Regions from separate parts of the Mus musculus genome. Here all the other regions are linked to region 3. A link is a contact called in public HiCAR-type and promoter capture Hi-C data. All regions are on one chromosome and are shown on one strand. The core of a region is the stretch at or near the end of the contact, and the rest is flanking DNA. Distances in the headings are between cores, read along the strand shown.

Region 1 (2,869 bases), core at 199-2,698, 370 kb before region 3:
ATTCATTGACAAAACAGACATTTGTTCTGGCCTACTTGAAGTTAACAGATACAAGTTTTAAGCCCAGAGACCCTTTAATTTGCATTATGTGTTAAGTGAAAAGACTGTACAACCTTTCGAAAGTGTGGGGATTGTGCAGTGACATTAAAATGTCTACACTATAATGATAAATAGTGATGTATAGACTTGGAAGTAGGACACAAACAAATATTGCTTATTTTAATTATTTTTGAGACTAGAGCTTGCTTTATAACTCAGGCTAGCTTTGAACTCTTGATCCTTCCATGTCAGCCTTCAAAGTGTGGGGATTACAGATGTGTGCCTTCATGTCAAGTTAAAACTCTGCATCGTAACAAGCTCTACAATTTTTCTGATACAATGGACATTTGCAAATTATTATTCTAGACTTTCTTGGTGGGTACCTAAACATTTTTAAAAGCCATCCTTCCAAGTATTGTTTGGGAGAACAAACAGTGTAATGAAAATTATGCCATAGTAACATGTGCAATTCAGTGCCCAACCAGTATCAGTAAGAAAAATTTTAGTGGTCAAGCGTACTTAAGAAATGGCATCTTGCCAGTACAGGGGAATACCAGGGCCAGGAAGCAGGTGTGGGTGGGTTGGGGAGCAGGGCAAGGGGAGGGTATAGGGGACTTTGGGGATAGCATTTGAAATGTAAATGAAGAAAATATCTAATAAAAAAGCCTTAATAAGCCGGGTGTGGTGGCACACGCCTTTAATCCCACTCGGGAGGCAGAGGCAGTCGGATTTCTGAGTTCGAGGCCAACCTGGTCTACAGAGTGAGTTCCAGGACAGCCAGGGCGATACAGAGAAACCCTGTCTCAAAAAACAAAAAACAAAACAAAACAAAACAAAAAAGCCTTAATAAAAATAAAACAATACAGAAAGAAAAAAAAAGCTGTTGTTTGTCATCTTAAATTCAGAAAGCTCAATAAATTCCTTACATTTGTATACACACACACACAAACACACACACACACACACACACACACACACACACACACACACACACACACGAAATGACATCTTGTAGAAGAGTCTAGAAAGGCCAGCCTGCTAGCTGTTCTTACTTTGCTTCTTCTGTTACACAGATAAGCCATTAGCTTGAAGATGCAGCCAACTACCCAAGTATGTTTTCTTTGCCAAGACAGAAAGTTAGAAAACAGTGCCTTACATGTGTAATCCACCCGTATCTTTTCTTGGCTCTACCAAAGTTCTGATTGCAAGAAGTCCTAGGGGTTTTCTGAGGACTCAGCAACCAGGGATATCTCTGGTTTAGCCACCTCTGCCAAGCAACTGTGATAATCTCTCAAGCAGGAAAGACTTAAAAGAGTTAACAAACCAGCATGCTGTAGACTGGCAGAGAGATGGGCCAATAAGGTGTCTAAGCCGGCAGTGCGTCTGGTGTGGGCGGGTATGGGCAAAGCGTGCGAAAGGACCGTAGAGGCCTAGGGGTGAGAGGGCAGCCAGGGTTAGAGATTTGGAGGAGCCAGGGGCCAGGAGGACGCACGTGTCCGCATCCTTTTCTTCTTGCCCTTTATCCCTAGGGTTTGATAGCAGCGGGGATAGCTCGGGGGCCCCGTGTATGGCCTCGGAGTTACAGCGTCCGGACTCCATGCCCTGTCACAATCGGCAAGTAAACTCTACTTCTAGCCCAAGTCCCGAGCATCTGCTAGCCGAGGACCGGGTCCTGGATCATGCAGAGGAAAATAACGCTGCTATGGCTAAGCTGACTCTCCTCCCTGGGCACGCCCATTCTAGCGTGCTTTCGGAGCGGGACTCTCCGGCCTGCTGCAGCACTAATCTTCACTCTGAGAACCACAGTGACAGTAGTGACAGTGGCAACTACGATGCACCTGTCGGCGGCGACTCCCTGCTAGGGGACTGTGAACTCTCCCGACAGATTGGGGCTCAGCTTAAGTTGCTGCCTATGAATGATCAGATCCGGGAGCTTCAGACTATCATCCGGGACAAGTAAGCTTAGAGCGGAAGGGAAAAGGGAGCGGAGGGCTGCAGGGTGAAAGTAAAAAGCTTCTGTTTGCATTTGGCACACTGGTCTTTGGGGATTAGAGCCAGGCCTCTTTCTTTGGCCTGTGAGTAGGGAGGGAGTCAGTGAGACACTTCTGTGGCCCCTTCTTAGTTGCTGCGGTTAACATTGCTTTGTTTAGGAAGGAAACCTTTTAGGTAGCCTTCAGCCTCTTCCGGCCTCTTTGTCTGTCTTAAACATGACCAATCCTCTACTGTGCCAGGCAGGTACACACCCCTATGCCATCTGCTCAGTTCCCGACCACGTGGTAAATGTATAACCCAGGAATGGTTACTGCCTGTGGTTATTAACACCCCGACAGCCCAAGCTCACAAAACTAAAGCAATTTCAAGGGAAATGATGTGCTCCGCCAGCCCTCTGACTCAACAGCATTTGCTCCTGCAGTTTGCCATTTTGTTTACTGATTGGGAGTTCAGCTTTACCTGGTTGCCAGAAAGTTTATGATTCCACTCTTATCAAGACAGTTTTACTGAAAACTTACAGAATGTAGTTAACAGCAAAGGTAACCTAAGAACAAGTTGGATCCTCCTAATCCCACAAATCAGTATAGCAAGAACTTGAAAAGTTAAAATATTTTGGAATATGGATTTTCTTGGATAGCTATGTACCACAGTGAAATATAGCTGCCATCTTTCCTTTTTTTCTTTCTCTTTCTTTTCCCTTCCCTTCCCTTCCCTTCCCTTCCCTTCCCTTCCCTTCCCTTCCCTTCCCTTCCCTTCCCTTCCCTTCTCTTGTCTCTTCTTTTCTTCTTTTTAATCAGACAGGGTTTTCCTAAATTGCTGCTCAAACTTTGGCCTCAAA
Region 2 (2,976 bases), core at 145-2,644, 440 kb before region 3:
ACATTCCATAGCATTATAGTACAGACTCTTTCCATCTCTAAAATATTATTCTCTATACTAATAACAAGTGTTCAGGATGCAAACTATGCCAATTACTCTAAACTGATCACTTACATCCATGTATTAAATATCACACCACACTCCACAAATATACACAATTATTTGTCGATTTCAAATATTTTTCAATTTTAAAAATTGTACAATCCTTGTCACTTTATGCCTGTCATCCCAGTACTCGGTAGGCTGAAGCAGGAGGATCACACACTCAAGGCCTAACGAGACTACAAAACAAGACCTTGTCTGTAAAAACCAAACCAAACCTCAACCCTTGAAGGCCTAACTGTATGCTTCTCTTGACTTCTGTTATCTAAACAGTGTTTATGATTATAGTAGTAGTAGACATTAAATATTTGTTGACAGGGAGTCATAATTTAAGAAACTGCTTTCCAAACAAAAATGACAGTATGTTAAGGTTATACTGACGAACACGTGGTGGCAATTAAAATATTGCCAATATATGAGGAAAAAAAACCACAAACTGAAGTACAAGTACCACAGACGATTTTTTAAAACAAACTCTTATTGAATGAGCTAATGGTAGCCAATATTCCAAGGTAGCATAATCACTGCCACACTAAGGGAATGCACAAAGAACGTAATTGAATAGTCATAGCAAAAGATAACAAAGCGTCTGTCTTCGAGCAGTGTACATTTTGGAGAAAAGGATAATTATGGTTTTTGCCTCCGAGGGAGCTCGCCTGTCAGTTGAGGGAGTTAACGTACCAATTAAATGTGCTACTTGTTTATAGGTGGCGTTCTGTCCTGTTGAAGTGCACTCGCAATTGCATACTCCCGCTTTAGTACACTCTGAAGCACGGGCCGCTCAGCACCAAATTCCACGAGGAACTTTTGGAAGCAGCCCCGTCTGCCACCCACTTAGAAAACAAGCGGCAAAGCCCTACAGGACGCCGGCACTGCAGGTGCCCCGTGCCTGAAACCTCCCGGCTCTCTGCTGTCCCCAAACGTGTTCTTCCTCTCCGCCTCCAATTCCTAACCCTAACTTCCTACCCTCGCCGCCACTCTTGAGCTCGCCCTGACAATCTTCCTTAGGCGCGCTCCCTCTGACCTGAGGTCACAAGGGCAACCCTTTCCCTACCAGGTTCCCCTGTCCTTCACCCTGCTCTCCCAAGCGCGCGGCCACACACCTGGGACAGCCGAGCGCTTCCTGACGCGCCGCGCTGGGACGAACTCCATCGCGGGCCTGAGCCGCACATGGAGACTAGAGCCCGGGTCAGAACTGCCGAATGCTTGTGCTTTTCGAAAGCGACCGCCGCGGCTGCCCAGCGCCAGGAATGTATCGCGAGCAGCGCCATCTTGAGCGAGGAAAAAGGAACCGAGAGAGGAGGATTGTGGGACGCCGGCGGACTGAGTGCCGCGGCTTTCATTGCTTTCTCCCCTCCCCCCGCTCGCGCCCGACACCGGAAATAGCTTGTGTCTGAAGATGCTTGTGCTTAAGTAGAGCTTTACTCTTTTTCCCCCCAGTGACTCGGGCTTTTTCTTGCACAGCCCAGACCATCAGACTACCATTGTTCTTCTCTCTTAGCGTTGCCAGATAAAATACAGGATTACCCACTTAAATGTTATTTCAGATAAAAAACAAATGATTGGGATAATTATGTCCCAAGTGTTGCTTTGGTAAATATGACAACCCTATCTTGTCTGCCATTCGATTCCTTTCTTGTCTCCAACTCAATGCCATGCTCCACTCTGCATAACTCTCATTCTCCCTGTGCATTAACGTTGAGGATTAAAGTACAGACAAGTTTTCCCCTGGAGAAGGCTTCACAAGTGAGAGTCGCCGCCTTCATTGTAAAACCTTTTATTTTCCTGATTTGCCTTTGGTCTTTTGCTGTTGGGACAAGGAGCTCTCGGGGTACACACATATTTCATTCCATTAATTTGCCTCCTTGTAGCTCTTCCCTTTGGTTTCTTCAGAGTCCCTTATTTAAAAACTGCTAGGTGGATGGTAAGTGAACATGTTATATAGTAAACTGCATATTTAAAGACACATTTGTATTATTTTGTCAGCACTATAATCAAACCAAATACCATGGAAATATGTTTACAAGTATCTGGGTGGGAAACAATTTCCAAATATAAATGCTACTTGAAAACCTGGAGTCAAGAAGGTACAATTTCATTAATGCATTCTCAAAAATCTCTCCTTAAACACTTCTCTCTCTCTCTCTCTCTCCCTCTCTCTCTCCCACTCTCTCTCTTTCTCTCTCTCTCTCTCCCTTCTCTTTATAAAGGCCTGGCTACTGTGGAACTTGGAACTTGCTATGCAAACCAGGCTAGCCTCAAATTCCAATGTCCCCCTGTCCTTGCCTCTGGATTGCTGGAATTAAAAGCAGGCATAACTACACCAGGCTCATTTTCAAACCTTTTACACAAGGCAGGTAAGTAATCTTGAATTAATTCTGTAGAAGCATTATAAACTAATGAGAGATGTCATGACAAAAGACAAAAGATATATATGGCCCATGCAGCTAGCTTCACTTTCTTCTGAGATCCATATCACTCACCAGGTTTCTGGGGAAGAAGATAATTAGAATTTCAGATTAAAGAGGCTGACTATCCCTCCATACATGTAAAGAAGATGGCTATATGAAAAGAAGGAATTCATAAGAAAACTTTCAGGCTCAGGAGTCCAGAAAGTGTATGGCAAAATAGTAGGAGATGGAACAGGGTGAACAGAAACTCTTGATGGCAAAATAGTAGGAGATGGAACAGGGTGAACAGAAACTCTTGATGGCAATTTTGTCTTAAGAAATTAATGCTGTGTGCTGCAGCTATTGAATGCCTTAATCAGGAGAGTAAAATGATCATACTTGTATATCCATCAAACTATGCTGGATTAACAGTATTTGGCTTAAGAGTTGGAAGTGTTGGATTAGAAAAAGGTTCAGTGGCCCT
Region 3 (3,172 bases), core at 132-2,631:
TGATTCTGGTTGGGGGACAAGGAGGTAGATGTGCTCACTGGTATCAACCTCAATCAGAGAGAACCCATAAAACAGATCAAGGATTAGAGTGGCTCTGCTGAGGATATTTGGGAACACATCCTGGAATTCTTTGCCAGTATTAGCAAATAGCTCATCCTGATGGATAGGCAGCAACTCCTCAGTGACACCAATGGCCAACTGGACCAATTCATTTGCTTTATCATTCATAGTGTCCTCTGACCAGAACTCTAAGCCAGCAGCCTGGCTTCTCTCTTTGGCTTTGTCAGCTTCCAGAGCTTTGTTATATTCTTCTGGCCAGCTCCAGGGTTCTTCATCATGGGCCTCTGCTACAAACTTCAGGGCTTCCATCTTTGTGATTTCACTGTGAGCTCTAGAGCCCCACAGGAACTCAAATTCAAGGGGATTAGTGCCATATACTGGCCAGTACTCCAAAAATCGCATATGGACAAAGTCAATAGTAAGGAGGTTTCTTGTGTTCCCAAACTGGTTGTTGATCCTCTGAGACCCATCTATCACATCCACCTTTAACAGCAGGTCCCAAATGGAGGCCTCTCTTGCCCGGTTGCCATTCAAGAGAATATGGCCTAGGACCAAGGCCAGGAGACCCGCTTTTGGTATGTCCAGGGTCTCTGCTAGCCGTTCAGTGGTCTGGGGACCTGGTTTGCTGATTAGGTTGTAAGTGTCCATCTGAGGATCAAGGACTCTCAGATTCAACCCAAAGACCCGATCCAGATGAGCTGAGGCTCGTCTGAGTATCTCAGGGAACTGATCTGAGTATTCTTTGAGAAACTCCAGCATTTCTGACTGTCGGATAGACCCCTCATTTTGGCTTTTCATGCGCATGAAATTCACTAAAGCAACCGACCTCTCTTCAAGAGGGTCGTGGACCCTGAGCGCCCCCAAACGTCGGGACTGCTCGTCGATGAGAACCTCGATGTCACTCGGGTCCCGCACAGCCTGGGAAGCGCTGGCTCCCTGTGGATCGTTTGGAATCTCAGGGCCCTGGGGAGCTTCGAGGGCTAGCATGGAGGTGGCAGGCCCGGAGGCATTAGTAGCCTGCATTTCACCCTGGCTGTTGCTGTAATCGGCGGTAGTCTCTGCGCTGCTTTGGCGCGCATTCTGGCTTACCAGAGACATGGTTCCAGGAGACAGGAACGCGAACGCGGAGGTCAGCGATCCGTCGCAGGGAGGATCTGAGGTGTGTTGGCAGCTCAGCTCAGAGCCGAAGCCTGATACTCAGGAGCTGTGCGGTTCGAAAGTGAGAGCTGGCGAGACAGGCGATCCTTTTACAAAAGCAGTAGCCAGCAATGAAGGAAAGCCTAAGAGCACCTAGCTTTGCCGCATCCTACGCAGGCGCACTCAAGCTCTGCAATGTGGTGACCACGCCCCGCTCAGGCTTCCTCTCCCGCCCCCTCCCACTACTGACTGAAAGGCCAGGCTTGCTGTGGGGTTCGAACTTATTAGGGAATCAAATTCGCACAAAGGAACAACGGAGATGAAGTAGAAGAATTAGAGGAAGGGAACGTTTTTCTAGTTTTTCTGCGAGGTATTAAGCACCTTGGTAAGGCTTAATAGAGGATGGGGGCGGTATTTATGATAATTGTAGAGTCATTAAGGCCTCCGCCAACTAAACAGATTATTTCTTGAGACTATGCCCATTTCAGGCACACTGCTTTGTATTTGTGAGATGCATCACTGATTGCTGTGAGGACAAATTGATTATTCCTTCCCATATGGAGCTTGCAGACCATGCATTCTAGGGTTCCTTCAACCAGTGGTGATGCGCGCCAACCCTTTATCTAGCCCTTACTAGGTAACAGACCTAGTGTTTCACTTTTCTCATATTAAAATCACTGAGTCTTAACTAGTCTAAATGGTGTTCATCTTAAAGATGAGAAAACTGGCACAGGGAGGTGAGTTTGACTGTAAAAACTCGGGCAGCTACAAGGGAAAGAGATCCGGCTTGAATCCTTTTATCAGAGCCCAGAACATAAGCACTTTTCTATCACACCATCTGACTTTCAAGGAGTTCTTAGTTCTATTTTATAAACGCGTCTCAGATAAAATTGATGGAAACCAGCACAAGTCAATTTACATATAGCACAAACACAGAAGTAGTGAATGTCAGTTTTGTCTGAAGTGTCTTGGATTGGAGGTAGTTGCTGAAAAAGAGTCAGAGGAGCTGAGCTCTAAGTGATCAGAGGAATGGGAAGAGTTCATGCTTTGCAAGGGTGTTGTAGCGTTTGGTAACATCAAGAAAGGTCCAGAAGTATGAGAATAAAGTATGAGGGTGTGTAACTGCCAGTTATCCATGTCGGCTAGAGTATGGGTGGGAGACAAGGACAGAGGTGGCTAAACAGGAAGGACTGGCTTTTTCCCTGTATGTCAGAACTGTTTAGGGCTGCACACAAGAGTAGGTTTGTACATGTGTATTTGAGGACTGACCCATAGTCCAAACACTCTGGCCAGGAAGAAAGTTGGGTTGCTCTATTTTCTTGGAGTGCTGCCACAGTAGTTAGGCTAAAAGCTCAGTTGTAATCCAGGAATTCAATGAAAGGAAGGAAGGAAGAAAAAATATGTCAGATTGTCATCTGCAGCCACATTTGAAGTCCTTCCACATTCTTGATGGTAATGGTTACTGTTTTACATTCAGTGATCCACTGCCCTGAAATTCCTTCAGAGGCCACTCACTGACATGCACCCATGACATTTTCCACATCTTTCTTTTTAAAATGTACACTCTACTATAATAGAAAAGTAGGAGATACAGGATCAAGTATTTTGCCCAAACTGGGCAAAAGGGACTTGTGTTTACTACACAAATGTGTATTCATGTTCTATAAGACAGAATGTGTGCTGTGTGCTGATCTGTTGATCATGCCTTAGGAGAGTCTTGTGAAAACCAGTGCCCTCTTAGCTGCTGCAACTGTACAACTTGGGTCAGTTTGGAAGGATCTTTTACTCGAGTTTTCCCAGTCTCCAGAAGGTAATGTGTTCTTTGTCTTAGATTGGTGTTTCTCAAAGTAAAACTAAGTTTAGTTTGTTTGTTTGTTTGTTTTAAATCCTCTCTACTTGCTAGAAATAAAACCTCACTCATAGTGGGAGTTGGACTTATTTTTCCCATCTAGTAAAGGGAAGCAACATCAAAAGG

What was found. Promoter capture Hi-C pulls out the DNA fragments that hold promoters and counts their contacts. HiCAR-type assays count read pairs that join an accessible place to other places.
Region 1: a promoter capture Hi-C map of hippocampal neurons shows a contact between it and region 3, with 5 times the contacts expected there. The contact joins the promoter of Uprt here to the promoter of Magee2 in region 3. A contact is called at or near these places in 9 of 39 promoter capture datasets (cranial neural crest, embryonic stem cells, frontonasal cranial neural crest and 6 more), 5 of 115 datasets of contacts at active chromatin or transcription factors (astrocytes, embryonic forebrain, embryonic stem cells and 1 more) and 1 of 9 other capture datasets (embryonic stem cells).
Region 2: a HiCAR-type map of astrocytes shows a contact between it and region 3, with 3 times the contacts expected there. The contact joins the promoter of Abcb7 here to the promoter of Magee2 in region 3. A contact is called at or near these places in 4 of 39 promoter capture datasets (cranial neural crest, embryonic stem cells, hippocampal neurons and 1 more), 1 of 484 Hi-C or Micro-C datasets (LSK cells) and 3 of 115 datasets of contacts at active chromatin or transcription factors (astrocytes, embryonic stem cells and stem cell-derived neural progenitor cells).

The regions. Positions count from the first base shown.
Region 1 is chrX:104,481,355-104,484,223 of GRCm38.p6, forward strand. It overlaps Uprt (uracil phosphoribosyltransferase), which reads left to right and starts at 1,449. Exons shown (of 7, transcript NM_001081189.3): 1 at 1,449-1,995. The coding sequence starts at 1,607.
Region 2 is chrX:104,412,452-104,415,427 of GRCm38.p6, forward strand. Abcb7 (ATP-binding cassette, sub-family B (MDR/TAP), member 7) reads right to left here and starts at 1,395. Exons shown (of 16, transcript NM_009592.1): 1 at 1,206-1,395. The coding sequence starts at 1,373.
Region 3 is chrX:104,855,886-104,859,057 of GRCm38.p6, forward strand. It overlaps Magee2 (melanoma antigen, family E, 2), which reads right to left and starts at 1,382. Exons shown (of 1, transcript NM_053206.2): 1 at 1-1,382. The coding sequence starts at 1,158.